2 separate regions of the Mus musculus genome follow, and region 1 is linked to region 2. The links are chromatin contacts, called in public Hi-C maps. All regions are on one chromosome and are shown on one strand. Each heading gives the region's core, a stretch centred on a gene start, on an enhancer-like site or on the middle of the called end of the contact. The rest is flanking DNA. Distances are from core to core; before and after follow the strand shown. Region 1 overlaps Eif4g3 (eukaryotic translation initiation factor 4 gamma, 3). Region 2 holds the start of Eif4g3 (eukaryotic translation initiation factor 4 gamma, 3).

Evidence for each region. Hi-C and Micro-C count contacts between places; a contact is called where the count stands out from the background.
Region 1: a Hi-C map of olfactory sensory neurons shows a contact between it and region 2, with 3 times the contacts expected there. The contact joins the enhancer-like site here to the promoter of Eif4g3 in region 2. A contact is called at or near these places in 1 of 39 promoter capture datasets (macrophages), 20 of 484 Hi-C or Micro-C datasets (8-cell embryo, the N1E-115 cell line, bone marrow-derived macrophages and 12 more), 13 of 115 datasets of contacts at active chromatin or transcription factors (the 230-238 cell line, the HPC-7 cell line, acute myeloid leukemia and 7 more) and 3 of 9 other capture datasets (adipose tissue, liver and pancreatic islet).

The regions. Positions count from the first base shown.
Region 1 is chr4:138,040,286-138,044,129 of GRCm38.p6, reverse strand. All of the region lies in intron 2 of Eif4g3 (eukaryotic translation initiation factor 4 gamma, 3), which reads right to left. Among named protein-coding and RNA genes, the nearest start is that of Eif4g3, 49 kb to the right of the region's middle. Within about 2 kb of position 1,414, at least 67 of the 459 cell types and tissues checked have an H3K27ac peak or open chromatin away from gene starts, as enhancers often do. A contact at or near this core is called in the 230-238 cell line, adipose tissue, bone marrow-derived macrophages and 4 more, where this site is marked.
Region 2 is chr4:137,991,115-137,994,901 of GRCm38.p6, reverse strand. Eif4g3 (eukaryotic translation initiation factor 4 gamma, 3) reads right to left here and starts at 1,446. Exons shown (of 35, transcript NM_172703.3): 1 at 1,275-1,446; 2 at 758-920.

The DNA.
Region 1 (3,844 bases), core at 165-2,664, 49 kb before region 2:
GAGCCATCCCAGCCTGTGTGGCTATGGGGGAGAGATAGGAGCCATCCCAGCCAGTGTGGCTATGGGGGAGAGATAGGAGCCATCCCAGCCTGTGTGGCTATGGGAGAGATAGGAGCCATCCCAGCCAGTGTGGCTATGGGGGAGAGATAGGAGCCATCCCAGCCAGTGTGGCTATGGGAGAGATAGGAGCCATCCCAGCCTGTGTGGCTATGGGGGAGAGATAGGAGCCATCCCAGCCTGTGTGGCTATGGGGGAGAGATAGGAGCCATCCCAGCCTGTGTGGCTATGGGGGAGAGATAGGAGCCATCCCAGCCAGTGTGGCTATGTAGGAGAGATAGGAGCCATCCCAGCCTGTGTGGCTATGGGGGAGAGATAGGAGCCATCCCAGCCAGTGTGGCTATGGGAGAGAGATAGGAGCCATCCCAGCCAGTGTGGCTATGTGGGAGAGATAGGAGCCATCCCAGCCAGTGTGGCTATGTGGGAGAGATAGGAGCCATCTCAGCCAGTGTGGCTATGGGGGAGAGATAGGAGCCATCCCAGCCAGTGTGGCTATGGGAGAGATAGGAGCCATCCCAGCCAGTGTGGCTATGGGAGAGATAGGAGCCATCCCAGCCAGTGTGGCTATGTGGGAGAGATAGGAGCCATCTCAGCCAGTGTGGCTATGGGGGAGAGATAGGAGCCATCCCAGCCAGTGTGGCTATGGGGGAGAGATAGGAGCCATCTCAGCCAGTGTGGCTATGGGGACAGTGCTGCTTCCAGTGCTTCCCGTCTGACATCTGTGAGAGTGACAAAGGCCACAGCACTGTCTCTGCATGACACTGTGACATGGCCAGGTTATGTGCCTTCTACAATAGATACAAATGATACAAATTATTTTACCTTTTTTTTTTAAGATTTATTTATTTTATACATATGAGTATACATACTCCACCACTGCTCTCTTGCTCTCTTCAGACACACGAGAAGAGGGCATCGGATCCCATTACAGACGGTTGTGAGCCACCATGTGGTTGCTGGGATTTGAACTCAGGTCCTCTGGAAGAGCAGTCGATGCTCTTAACCGCTGAGCCATCTCTCTAACCCAATTATTTTACTTTCACATATAAATAAATAAAGCCAACAATCCTGTAGCCTAACTCCAGCCAGTCAACTCCTTTTTAAGTAATGTGTTATAAACCCCAAGTGAAAAAAAATTCCCTCAACAAAATCCTTAATACTTCTCATATAAGGTTTCTTTGTGATTCACTGAAAGAGTGTGGGAGACAAATCATGAGCTATGAACAGGTGTGGCGGCTTGCAACTGGACGCTCAGCACCGAGGAGACAGAGGCAAGAATGGTCACAGGGTGCGTTCAGTTAGGCCAGTCAGGGTTACACAGTGAGACTCCTTCAAAAAGCGAAGAGCTAGAGAAATAGCTGAGGAATTGAGACACTCCCTGTCTGCCCTCAGTTACCAACACAACATGGTAGCTCAGACTAGTTCTAACTGCAGCTCTAGAGGAGCTAATTCCTTCTTCTGACCTCCACAGGCAAAAGAAATGCACGTGGTTTGCATACATACACTCATACAAACATATACATACATACAAGCAAAACTCTCATACATATGAAATGAATAAATCTTATAAATAATAAATAGAATGAAAGGAAAAAAGCTGTTTTCTGTTGTGCTGTGTTGTGTTTTGTGCTTGATTTTTTAAGAATGACTCTGAGTTGCCAAAGGCTGACTCATTAGTAGATTCTTTATATCCAAGCAGCCAGCTCAGAAGACTGAAAACAAAACAAACACACCCTGTGCTTTAATCATTAAAATGTCTAAAGAGACTATAGCAGTCTCTAGACGTTCTTAAACTAGCAACCTCACACAACAGCTAAACACACTGTCCATGTCCCCTCACAAAGCCGTAAACGCTGTGCTGGAGAGGAGCTGAAACATCACAGAAAGGAAGCGCCTCAGCCAAACCACTCGCAACATACACACCACTCAATCCACATGCACAGCCCACACCCACTGTGTGTGCACACACGATGCATACACATACTCCACACAGCACACCACACATACATACTGTGTGGAGTATGTGTATGCATGTGTGTGTATATATGTATATATATATGTATACACACACACATATACTATATACATACACTATACAAAGCACACATTATACATACACACATTTTATACACAATCTACCACACCACACCATACACACACATCACACACTATTCTATGGCTCTTACAGCAGATGGAGAGTGAGCCACACGACTGCTCTACTGCCAACAACCGTTGCGTTTCCAGGAAGAACTAATTCTCACGATGGGAGAAGAGTTCTCCAGGGAGTCCCTAGTGTTCTGCCCGAGAAGCTGAGCCACTCAGGACTTCTGCTCTCGGTTCCTCTGCTGGTTAATCAGATGACTGTAATTACAGGATTGCTAGAGACATCATTTGCCCATGTTACAGGAACAAATATTCTTCCTGTTTCTACAAATAAAAATGCTGATTTCATTTTTATATTCTGCAAATTAACAAAAAAAATTACCGTTGACTGTTTAAAACAAAACTACAGTTCTATTTAAAAACAAAGCCCAGGAAAATAAAAATCAATCGATGTAGACCAAGCCTGGTTCCAAATCCAACCAAGGAAAGGAAAGGAAAGGGGAGGGGAGGGGAGGGGAGGAAAGAGGAAAGGAAAGGAAGAAAAAAAACAAAAAACCGAGGGCACTGGGTGTGATGGCTGCAATCCTAGCTCAGGAAGAGGAGGCAGGAGAGTAGCCTGGACTGGTCAGAGATCTTGCCTAAAAAGATAAGCAAGAGAGAAGGCTGGAGATGCGGCTCAGGACTGAGTTCAGTTCCCAGCACTCACATCAGGCAGCGAAAAATCACTTCCGACTTGAGCTCCAGAGGACCCGACATCCTTTTCTGGCCTCTGTGGGCCCCTGCACTCATGAGCGTGTGTGTGCATACACAACTCAAAAAGAAAGGGAGATTTACTTAAATGCAATCCTCAGAAACCCTGAGCAGATACTTCACTAACTTGAAGCTTAGCCCACCTCTTTACTAAAAACCCTAGCTGGTGTGTCGGCGCTGCTGGGTATCTATCCGCTCAGAGGTGAGCTCTGGAATGAAGCGTGTGAAGCGTGTGAAGTGATTTTAGAGCTGACTGGACTTAGCCTAAGACACAGGCTGTTTATGCCCCTTTAGACTAAAAGTATTTTCTTTTTAATTTTTTAAAGATTTTAAATAAGGTTTATTTGTACTTGTGAGTGTTTGCCAGGTATGTGCAGGAGCCCTAGGAGGCCAAGAGAGGCGCAGGCAGACAGACACCACACCCAGGCTTTCTGCAGCCGCAGTGTGTACAGCAGCGCCCTCTGTCCACTGGTGACTTCTTAGCTTGAATTGCTATGATGAATGTTTTATCATTGTAAATCAGTGTGACTAAGGCAACTAACCCCAACTACACTAGTTAATACTTTAGGTAGGTAGGTCCACTAACTTGTAATCTGGAGAGACAGGAACACAGACAACAGGATGTCTTTGGAGGAGTGGGAAAATGATTTGGTTTGATTCGGGGTTATTTGGTTCGCTAAAACAGACTCATGTAGCCCAGGCTGGACTGGAGACGGACTCTTCCTGCCTCGTCTCTCCGGTACTGGAGAATTACAGGTGTGTAGCACAACAGCCAGATGTATGTATTCTTAGGTAAGACTACTATTAGACAGTGCCTTATATGTAACCCCCAGCTTCTCAAGGAGTATTAAAAAGGCTGTGTATATTCAGAGTCAGGGTTTAATATAATTAATAGCTTTTGCTACTTCATCAAAGACAATAAGTGTGAGTGCTT
Region 2 (3,787 bases), core at 197-2,696:
CCTGGTACCCTCCAGACACCACCCTACGGAGCAGCAAACTTACTAAAGCCCTTTAAAAAAGATATACAGCGTTAACACCAGTCTTAGAAGAAGTGAGACTTCTGGGGGTACTGGGTAATGTGAGTTAACTTCCTCTTCCTTTAGAAAGGTCAAAGACAGGGAAGCGCCCAGTGTAACATTTCCTCCTTAGCCGGCTCCACCACAAGCCACAACACAACTCTAATTGCTTAAAAAAATAAAATACGATAAAATAAAATAAAACAAAACACTAGCGGGGGGGGGTGCTTTTTGTACACTTGCAGTAAAGACTGAAGACCCAACTTACCTCAGGAATGAGCTGATTCGTTTCCAACAGAAAATTTAGCAATAAACTTTGCTATGAATCCTAAATAATAATTAGAGAGGCTACCGAGCCCCGCAGAAGGCAGGGCCTCCCAACAGTCAGAAAAGCCTTGCCCGCAGGGCTGGTCCTAGGCACCAGCAAATTCTGCCCAAGAAAGGGGAGGGAGCAGCCAAGGGCAGGGTTCCCCCCAGATCCACAAGAGCTGCAGAGGCACGGCCCGGTGGAGCTAGTAGTGTTCACGGTACCGCAGAGGGTCCCGGGGTCCCCAGCAATGCTGTCACCGGTGCACCCCAAAAGCTCGGGTCAAGCCGGGAGCAGAGCGGCTGCCCGTCCCTTTTCTGGCCGGGCTATGACGGCAGGCAAGGAGGTTCCCACCGAGGGTCGCTCTGGACCGCCGGAAGGTGAAAAGGATACTGTTGGGGCGCCGGGGTCTGGAGGGCCCTGATGTTCGGGTGAGGAGGGGCCGCCGCTGCCGCTACTGCCGCCGCCGCCGCCGCTGCCGCCGGATGAGGAGGCGGTACCGCCGCCGCCGCCGCCGCTCCGGTGCCGGGTCCGGTTCCTGCTGCAGCCGCTGAGCCTGATTTCAGAGCCGGTTTCTGCGGTAAACTCATGGCAAAGCGAAGCCACCAACCCCCCCAGAGCGGGACCGGGCGCGCCGGGGTGCAGGGGCCGGGGGCAGCGGAGGGGCGGGATGGGGGCAGACCCGGGGAGGCGGCGGGAGCGGGGGGCCGGGGGGAGGCTGGGAGGAGGAGGAGGAGGGGGCCGGGACCGGTCACACACGCCCTCCGCCGCCGCCGCCTCCGCCGCCGCCGCCGCGGGCAGCAGCAGCCGCCCCGCGGGCCAGCACCACCGGCTGCCGGTCTCCGTGACAACGCGACCCCGGGGAGGGGGGGGCCGGACCCGGCAGGGGCAGGAGGCGGAGAGACCGGACCTTTCACGGCAATATCCTCATGGGCCGGCGGCGGGGGGTCTCTGTCCCCCTCCCCGGGGGAAGCGGCGCCCTTCTCGGTAGCGGGGCTCGGGCGATGCGGACGGATTTTCTTCACTCAACGAGCAGAGCATCCAACATGGCGCTGCGGCCGCCTCCAGCAGTCCGGCAGGACGGCCGCTCGGAGCTTTTCGGCCCTTTTCGGAAGGACTCGGCAGACCGAGGGTGGCAAGCTCTCTCGGCTATTTCCGGAGACCGCGAGCGGCCGGGCTTCTTCGGGAGCGCTCGGGAGCGCCTTCGGCCGCTGTTCGGGAACGCCGCAGGAGCTGACACTCTTTCTCGGGAAAGATCGGTGATCCGGGACGGCTGAGGATCTCCGCGGCGCGGTGCGGAGCTGAGGGAGAGACCGAAGGGCACGTCTGTAGGGAGAGAGCTCAGCCTCGAAGAACAATAGTAACGGCACCCGAGGCCGCGGTCCGTCGAGACCTGCCAAGCAAGCGTCGAGAGGCGGCGGAGCGGAAAAACCGAGGCGCTGCGGAGGGAACCGCTAAGCCAGAGCACAAACCGACAGTTAGGAACCCGCCCGCCTCAAGGACTTATTAACATAACAGATGCCACTCGCCGGCCCTTGACGTCGCCAGCCATGGGCATTATGTCGACACGTCGTCCTCAGATGCCCAAAGTGCGAAATGGAACGAGGAGCCCCATTTTGCAGAGGAGGCCCCGGAGAAGAAAAGTGACTGCCCCAAGGTCGCCTGGCTGGGAAGGGATGGAGCGGATTCAGAAACGGGATCCCACCTTCTCTAGGATGAACCTTACCCTTCTAGGATGCAAAATGGCCTGCCTTGCCAGAAACTGACCCTAAGCTCTGTAGAGTGGATATCTTCCCACAGTCTTCCCCAAGACTGGAGGGGCCTTTGACTACAACCTGTAGTCGGCTGCCCATCTTCTTTTGCTTGGCTAACTCCTGTGGATAAGGTCTCCTCCCCCCACATCCATTCACACTTTGCACACCACACCTGCGCCCCTCAATAGAGGCATTGTCCCCAGGACACAGTAACATTGACAGAAAAGGAGTCGCAGACACCTCCGAACTGTGCAGATATGGAGTACTGCATTAGCTCATATAATCCCAAGAAATAGGTAAATACCTATTCTTACAAATGAAGACTCTGGGGTCCAAAGAAGTTTAGCTATCATCTACACTATTAAAAAAAAATTTTTTTTGAGGCAGCTCAAAGCTGACAGGAGACTTTGCCAAGGTCACATGACCAACGTGGACAGAGGTAAAATTAGTGTCCTGTGTCCTGTGTGCTTGAGTTGCAAACGTTAGGACCCAAGTGCAGACTCCAGAATTCACTCAGGAAAAGTCTGGTGTGCGAGAGGTGTATACAGTCCCAGCATTGAGGTGAAGACCAACAGTTCCCTGAGGCTCACTGGTCACAGCCCACTCCATCTGATGAGTTCCAGGCCAGTGAGAGACCCTGTCTCCAGAATAAAAGGTGACAGCACCAGAAGAAGACACCTGAGGTTGTCCCCTGGTCGCCATACACATGAACATACAAACAAGATTAGTGTCCTGACTCCTGCTACATTGGTGGGTTTCAGAGTTGGGGTGGTCGTTGGTTTCTCTGGGTTTGTTGGCTTGCTTGCTTCTTTTTGAGAGAGTCTTAAGTAGCTCAGGCTAGCCTCATCTCTCCACGTGCCTGAGGATAACCTTGAACTCCTGCTTGTCTTGCCTCTACCCTCCAAGTACTAGAATTATAGGCACTCACCACCGGGCCCTTAAAAAAAAAAAAAAAAAAAAAGCTTTACATGTAGTGGGTGACAACCCCTGGGAGCCCCAGATGTTCTCTGTAGGCTAAAAGCTAGGTGGCAGGCTCCCCCATTGCCTCATTGCCTCTAGCTACCTGAGCCTCCACTGCATTAGAAGGAAAGCCGCCTTCCATCTCTTGACCAGGCACAACAGCTACTTCCTACTCTGGCATCCTCCACCATATGAAAATTTGTTATACCAGGTTACTTAAGTGTGGATTTTCCACTCCTCTTCAGGCTTGACTAACTCCAGGAAAGACTCCCAAGTGGTCCTTTCTCGGCCCCTGGAGTCTCATTTCAGATTCTGAGAACCTGAGTCTCGGGCATCTTTATCCCAATCAAAATCTGTTCCCAGCAGAAAGATCCGACTTCCCCGTTTACTCTCCGCTGATAACAGATTGATAATTGCCTAATTGTTATTCTTTTCTGAGCTAGCTTCCTTTTTTATCTTAATAATAGCTACAAGCATCATGCAATTAGTATGTGCCGGGGGGCCTTTGCTAAACATTTTGCGAGCATTATCAACCTCAAACAGGACAGATCCTGGGCAAAATAATGTTAAAGTCTAGATAAGATTCTGACCTCAGGCAATCAAGCAGGAGGAGCTGGGAGAACAGAGTCAAAGAGACAGGCTCTCTCCATTCACCCAAAAGCACGACCTTAGGGCCAGGGCTGTAGATCAGCAGTTGAACAATTATCCT